Regions from separate parts of the Mus musculus genome. Here region 2 is linked to region 1. A link is a contact called in public targeted proximity ligation data. All regions are on one chromosome and are shown on one strand. The core of a region is the stretch at or near the end of the contact, and the rest is flanking DNA. Distances in the headings are between cores, read along the strand shown.

Region 1 (3,197 bases), core at 309-2,808:
GTGTGTGTGTGTGTGTGAGTGTGTGTGCGAGTGTGTGTGTGTGTGTGTGTGTGTGTGTGGAACTTGTGTAGTTTTCTATGTGCCGGACAGCTAAGGGGTAGACTGTAGTAGACTATTTAGGGATGGCCACGTGGGCATGCTTTCTCCATTAGGAACTTTGGTGAGTAAGGAAAAGAGCTGATTTTGCAGAGTCCTTTCTGCCTGGCATCAGTTGATCTACCATGGTTCACAGGACCAATATAATTCTTTCTTCCAGGTGTCTGGGACTTTGAAGCAAGAGATATTATCTCCAACTGTGTGGTTTGAATGGACCATGACAATCTAGAGATAACGTCCCTGAACCCAGGCCTCCCCAGATTTCTGAACTTCCTGAGACATCGGGAGCTCCTCTCCAGGAATTCTTGAAGTGCTCATATTTGTTCCCCAAATCCATTTTCTTTACCTAAGCCAGAGCTTATCTTTGCAATAACCGTAGATGCTACCGAATTGCCTGGCGAGGGGCTGAACTCTGCAACGAGGAGAAGTCTGTCCCGGATGCAGGGTTTCACTTTCAGTCAGATGTCCACCTATGTCCTCCAGGCCTACAGAACAAGTCAATCATCCTGACGTCATTCTCAGAATGACGTCTGAGCCCAGGAAACATTTCACACGCTTGCTTTCTGCGTTACTTTCCTTTCGACCTCTCATATCTTTCTGCTCGACTTTGGAGACTTAACTGATTGCATCATCATGACCGCTAGATCCAATCTTACCTATGACCCCCTGTGCAGCTGCAGCTCTTAGCTTAGCCCCCATGTGACCTGATATCTCTAAGGGCAAGCCTGCTCCCACCCACTCCCCAGACTCAACCCAGAACACCAGCATAGCTGTGTCCCTGCCAAAAAGCAGCTTTCAGGAAGGCGAGTTGAGCGACTTGCGCATGAATGGATGGGCGTGTGTGAAGGAGAACAGGAGGGGCGATTTTCTTCATTTATCAGAAAATCAAAATTGATCAAACTCCCCTTTTGCTGTCAGGCACTATGCTGGGTGTTGAGGAGGGTGAGAGTAGGGGGGAAGAGGAGGACATAGATAAAGATGTGTCCCAACTCCTCAAGACGCTGCTAGGTCCCCTGAAGGAGGTGGAACCCATCTCTCTCCTTTCCTCCCCCAAACAAACCAGTTCTCCGGTGATCCTACTTGCTATTTTTCATCTCCCACGCTAAACCCTGTCACGCGGGACCTGAAGGAGGGGAACCCAAGCAGCTACCGTGCCCCTGTTCAGTGCCCACGGTCCAACCCCTTTCGTCTGCCCACGGAACCCCCGTGGAGGCCTCAGCCCCGCGCCCACCGCCCCCACGCGCGGGGATCCAGGGCTCCACCACCTCGGGCCTGCGCGCCTCTCCCCTCCCTGGCGCTAGGGGGCGCTGCCGCCCCACGGCCGTCGCCATGGTCACCGCTGGCGGCGGAGTGGGGTTTACGTAAAGGACGCAGCGTCCCCCGGGGGGCGGAGGCGGCCTTCGCGCCGGCGCCGGCGCCCTGCGGAAGCAACGTTAGTGAATAGGGGCCTTGGGGAGCCCAGGATGGAGGTGGCGGTCGCAGTGGCCGCGGCGGGCCGAGCCCTGCGGCGGGCCGGAGGTAAGGGGGCCCGGGCCGAGTCCCGGGCGCAGGAGCTCTGCGAGCGGCGTGGCGGGCTGGGCAATGTCCACTGCGCGCGGTGGCCGGTCCGACAGGTCCGCGGGCGGAGGTGCGGCTGCCACGCGCGCTCGTGGCAGGTGTGAGGTCCGCGGAGCCCCGGGCCACCGGCGTGGGGATGGTGACACGCATGGCACGGGCGTGGGCAACGTGGATACAGCACGGGCAGCGTGATTTTTCCTGGCGAGGGTGTCAGAAGACTCACCCCCGCCTTGGTGTAGCGGTGGCCGCCCAGGTGTGAGGAGGGTGCACCCTCTGTACAGGAGGGCGATGCACGCAGCTGGTGCTGGTGGGTGGCCAGCTGATGCTGGGCCGTGATGGTGCGGTGGGCATGGGTGTGAGAAAGTGCTGCCATTGCTTGGATGTTGGTTGGCATGGTTCTGGCCTTGGGCTTGACATGGTTTGGAGTGATGGTCCTGGGGGCTTAAAGAATCAATGTCCTGGGCATGACTAGTGGCTCCGGCCCTGCTGTGAGAAATGGCCTTGGCTTAGCGCAGTGCCCTGGAATGACTAATACTGTGAGGGAAGACAGGTGGCCCTCAGACCCTGGTAAATAAGAGGGTAAATACCCACCCTTACAGGGAGATCAGTAGGGGCGACGTCTCTGTCATGGGGCTCAGCATTAATGCCTGTTGGTGTGCTGGCCTTGGGGCAGAAGGCTGGAAGAAGGTTGGTGTTTTTTATGATGGATGAGAATAAGAGACACCATGTGTCTACCATGAGGTTCTTGGTTGCTGTCCCAGGTAGAGCTCTGCTCAGTTATGAACCTTTACCTGGCTCATGAGTCCTCCCCCATTTGGAGGAAGATGGGAGGAATAGGTGGTTCTCACTGGTGGTCCTTGTTTCTGATTATAGGAGACTCAGAAGGGTATAGAGAAGTAGCCCAGGCTACGTCGTCCCTGGGCCCTTCCTTTCACTTGGTTGATGGCGGTGCTACTGGGTTTCTGGGAATTGTATCTTTTGGGCTGCGTGGAAGATGGTTCTGTGGCTACTGGGAGTGTTTGGAGATTGCATATATCCTAACTAGTCTTCTGAGAAGCTTTGGAGAAGGTCCCCCATCTCTCTATCTCTTTCCTTCCCTCCCTCCCTCTATCTCTCCCCCCTCCCAGCCCCCATCTCCTTCCTCCTCTCATTGCCACATGATGTCCCACTTCACAGAGCATCAGTGGGCAGACCCCTAGAGACGTTGAAGACTTCAGGGTGTTATGGGTTTCTTGGGGGGGAAGGCACAGAAGTAGAAGCAAAGAGCTGAGCTTTGCATGAGAAGGGTGTTTCTTTGCCAACATGGGTGCTTGGAGAAGCCTCCCTCCTTTGAGGGAACTGAGTTAAGTTCCCTAAAGCTGACATGTTGTCCACTGTCTTTAGAGCCAGATAACTTGAATTCCAGTCTTTGGCTGTGTGACCTTGAGCTGGTGTTGTTACCTTTAAGAGTCACTTCACACAGTGATCCCAGTGGTCCCAGAATGAAGGAGACTGTGCGTGGAGAATTCTATAAGCAGCAAGAGGCTATACGAAGGTCAGGGATT
Region 2 (3,197 bases), core at 514-3,013, 260 kb after region 1:
CCTCTGAGTGCCTTCAATGGCAGAGCTAGAACCCTACTACAAGATGTAGAGTGATGTTTTCTTTACAGACCTTACTGGCTGTGAATCAAAATGGTGGCTGGAGCAAAACCATTAGATGGAGGTCTCGGGGCACTGAGCTAAATATAAAGTTAGAAATCCCATGTAGGAGGGGCCTCCTGGCTGGCCCTGAGCAAGAAAAAGCAGTCAGTGCTCTCTGTTGTCCTCCTCTCCTGCCCAGCATTCTGTCCTACGCTACAACACGATCCTCACAGGACTGCCAGGGCTCAGTGGGAGGGGCTGTGGCACCTCATGCCCATCATGCTCTGGTAGAAAGAAGGAAGGCTCACACACACACACACACACACACACACACACACACACACTGGCCCACAGGTTGATGATTTTCAGGAATTGTCTCATTCTTATCCCTCTCAGTTGCCTGGAGTGAATCCGGGAGGAGAGGGACAATGACAGTCCTGGGACACAGAGAACCTCCTCTGCTGCCACCAAGTTCTTCCACTAGAGAATCATTCCCTCCAGTCTTAAAGACCTTCCGGGTACCCAATGTGACTAACCTACAATTTTGGATAGTCGAGGGCAGAGCACCATGGCCTCAACCTTTGTCCATGGAGTGGGACTGAAGGAGGAAGGGTCTGGGAAATTGCTTCACCACTGGGCTCTAGCCAGATAGTCCTTCAGGCCAGTTCCATCCCTTCTTGTCTAGACACGGACTGAGAATGGGAAGCCAGAGTCCCCAGGGGCTAGTCGGTGACTGGGGTGACTGTGCTTCCCGTGGAGGCCCACCCAGCCTGGCAAAGTCTTCCCACGTGTAGCTGCCAGCCCAGCAGAGGTGAGTCACTGGCCCTCAGAACAGTCTACACAAGTGCTGGATAAGCCACAGACCTCCAGGCCCTGCCCAAGCTCTGCTGCCCAGCCCCCAGTTTCTGATGGCACGTCCCTATCGCTAGGGACCCAGCCCTGCCCCAGGCTCTTGGAAGCACCAGAAAATAGTCTGTGACACTCAGAGCAGAAAAGAAACCCTCAGTACAACAGTGAGGGTACTTACCTGGGGCAGAATCTGCCCCTCACGGCACACCCACCTCTGGGGGCCCATTCTTCCCTGAGATCTATTTATTCCACAGACTGACCCAAACAGCCCATCCTCCGTGAAAGAAAGAGACCTCCTTCCCTCAGGCTCCATCTCAACTCTGGAGCCAGGGAAGGGGTCAAAGGTCAGAAAGAGCAAAAAGGATGCTAAGGTCCGCAGGTGGAATGAGACGCCAAGCCTATGAACAACGTCTCCCTCTCCACCGCTAGTGCCAGGCTCCACCCCGCCGGCTGTGGGTTAGCTTACCGTGGCGTCCTCCGCACCGTGGTGGCCGATGAGGCGGCTACCCCCTGGGTGCCGCTGTGCCCAGCGGCTGATGTCGTAGACACGGCGCTCGATGACCAGCCACTTGTCGCCTGGTAGGTCATGCTGGCGGATCTGCTCCCAGCGGAAGATGGGTAGGGGCGCCCCCAGCGGTGCGGGCCCCTCCCGCGGCCCGGGTCCCCCTCCGGGCTCCCCGACACCGCCCATTGCCGCTGTACACAAGTCCTCCGGACCCCGGTACGTGACCAAGGTCTAAGAGAGACACTGAGGGAGGCGAGGTGGCAATCAGGGGTCTTCCTCCGCCCGCCCCACCGGCCCCGCCCTGCCGCTGCGGCCGCCGTAAGAGCGTGCGCCTGCCCGGCTCTCCGCGCAGGGAACTTTTCCCTCCCTTATAACCGCGCTGACAGCGCTCGCCTCGCCCGCCCCTCGTCCCGGCCCCCGCGCTGGCCAGTCCCGCTCTCGCTCCAATCCAGGCGCGGCGCCTCCACATCTATTGGCTGCCCGGGGAGGGCGGTGTCGCGAAGGGGCTTGCCCCACCCTCGAGGGCCTGGGGCCACCACGCCCGGCACTGCCCCCGGGGCACTGCCCCCCCCCCCCCCCAGTTTCTCGGACTCTCGGCTCAACTGAGAAGGCGGGGGATGGGGACCCAGCGCGCACGGGAGTCCTGCAGGCCGCTGCGCCCAGGCACACCCGCAGGGGCCCGAAATGAGCCCAAGTCTGAGCCCTGAAAGGCTGAGAAATGTAGTTAGGGACGTCACCGGTCTTTAACCAGGCATCCCAGGTAGCTAGAAATGAGGACACTACCTTGGGGTGACTGTCAACAGCCACCAAACAATGGACCTCATCCCCCAGTAAACCCTCAATATCCACGCGAGGAAGCCATCTAAAGCAATCTGCAGGAGCAGATGGCCTCTCCTCCTGGCTGTACGCAGGATTGGGGATGCCCAGGTTGGCCACTGGAGGAGGAGCAGAGGACACTGCTGCGTGGAGGTCTGCCGTTCAGGAGATGAAAGAATGGTCCAGTCTGCAATGGGTGGCTTGCTTGTCACCACCTCCCAGTTCTCCCCATTCATGGTGTCACATTTTTGACTTATTAAATTCAAATCCTCTTGAGAGTGTAACTACGTTCCCAATTGTACGATGTTTCTTTGAGACAGACATCAGTTCCTTAAAAGTTAAAAGCTTTCACAACTGGCAAACTTGAAGGTCCATCAGAATTTCCTTGAGGGCTAGTTAAAACAGACTCCCGCACACCACCCTAGTGTGACTCAGGGCAGAAAGGTGAGGCAGACCTGTTTGTTGGGAGCAAATCTTTTCAGAACCTTAAAGTGTATTTTTTCCAATGTGCAAACATTTCCTCTTGGTCTACCTAAGGATTTGTAGGTGACCTGACCTCTAAGGCACCCCTGTGGATAACAAAACCAACCTGTGTTTCTTGCCTACAAAAAACCAGTATATGCATGTAACCTTCACATATCCCCTCATACACTTTAAGTCAGCTCTGAATTCTTAATAATGTCTAATGTGATGTAAATGCTCTATAAATAATTGTTCACTGCATTGTTTAGGGAACAATAAGACTAAAAAAGGCTGAAAGCATTCACTCCAGATGCAACTATTACAGGCCTAAATACACAGGACAAGGAGGAAAGCAGAGGCGAGCAATACTCTAAAGAATGTTGGTTAGATACCTGGGACCTGTGAGATGAGGAGAGGTGACATCAGGGGCAGCCTACGTACACACTGCCTCCATGGAGAGTGAGGAGGGTGTCACAGTCCAGTCTTACATTTGGGAAACTTCCAGAATTCTTTTCTGAACATGTCC

Evidence for each region.
Region 2: a contact with region 1 is called in a targeted proximity ligation map of pancreatic cancer cells. A contact is called at or near these places in 5 of 39 promoter capture datasets (the HPC-7 cell line, embryonic stem cells, liver and 1 more), 1 of 484 Hi-C or Micro-C datasets (liver) and 1 of 130 datasets of targeted methods (pancreatic cancer cells).

The regions. Positions count from the first base shown.
Region 1 is chr19:10,303,238-10,306,434 of GRCm38.p6, reverse strand. Dagla (diacylglycerol lipase, alpha) reads left to right here and starts at 1,558. Exons shown (of 20, transcript NM_198114.2): 1 at 1,558-1,614.
Region 2 is chr19:10,040,114-10,043,310 of GRCm38.p6, reverse strand. Fads3 (fatty acid desaturase 3) reads right to left here and starts at 1,763. Exons shown (of 12, transcript NM_021890.3): 1 at 1,355-1,763. The coding sequence starts at 1,579.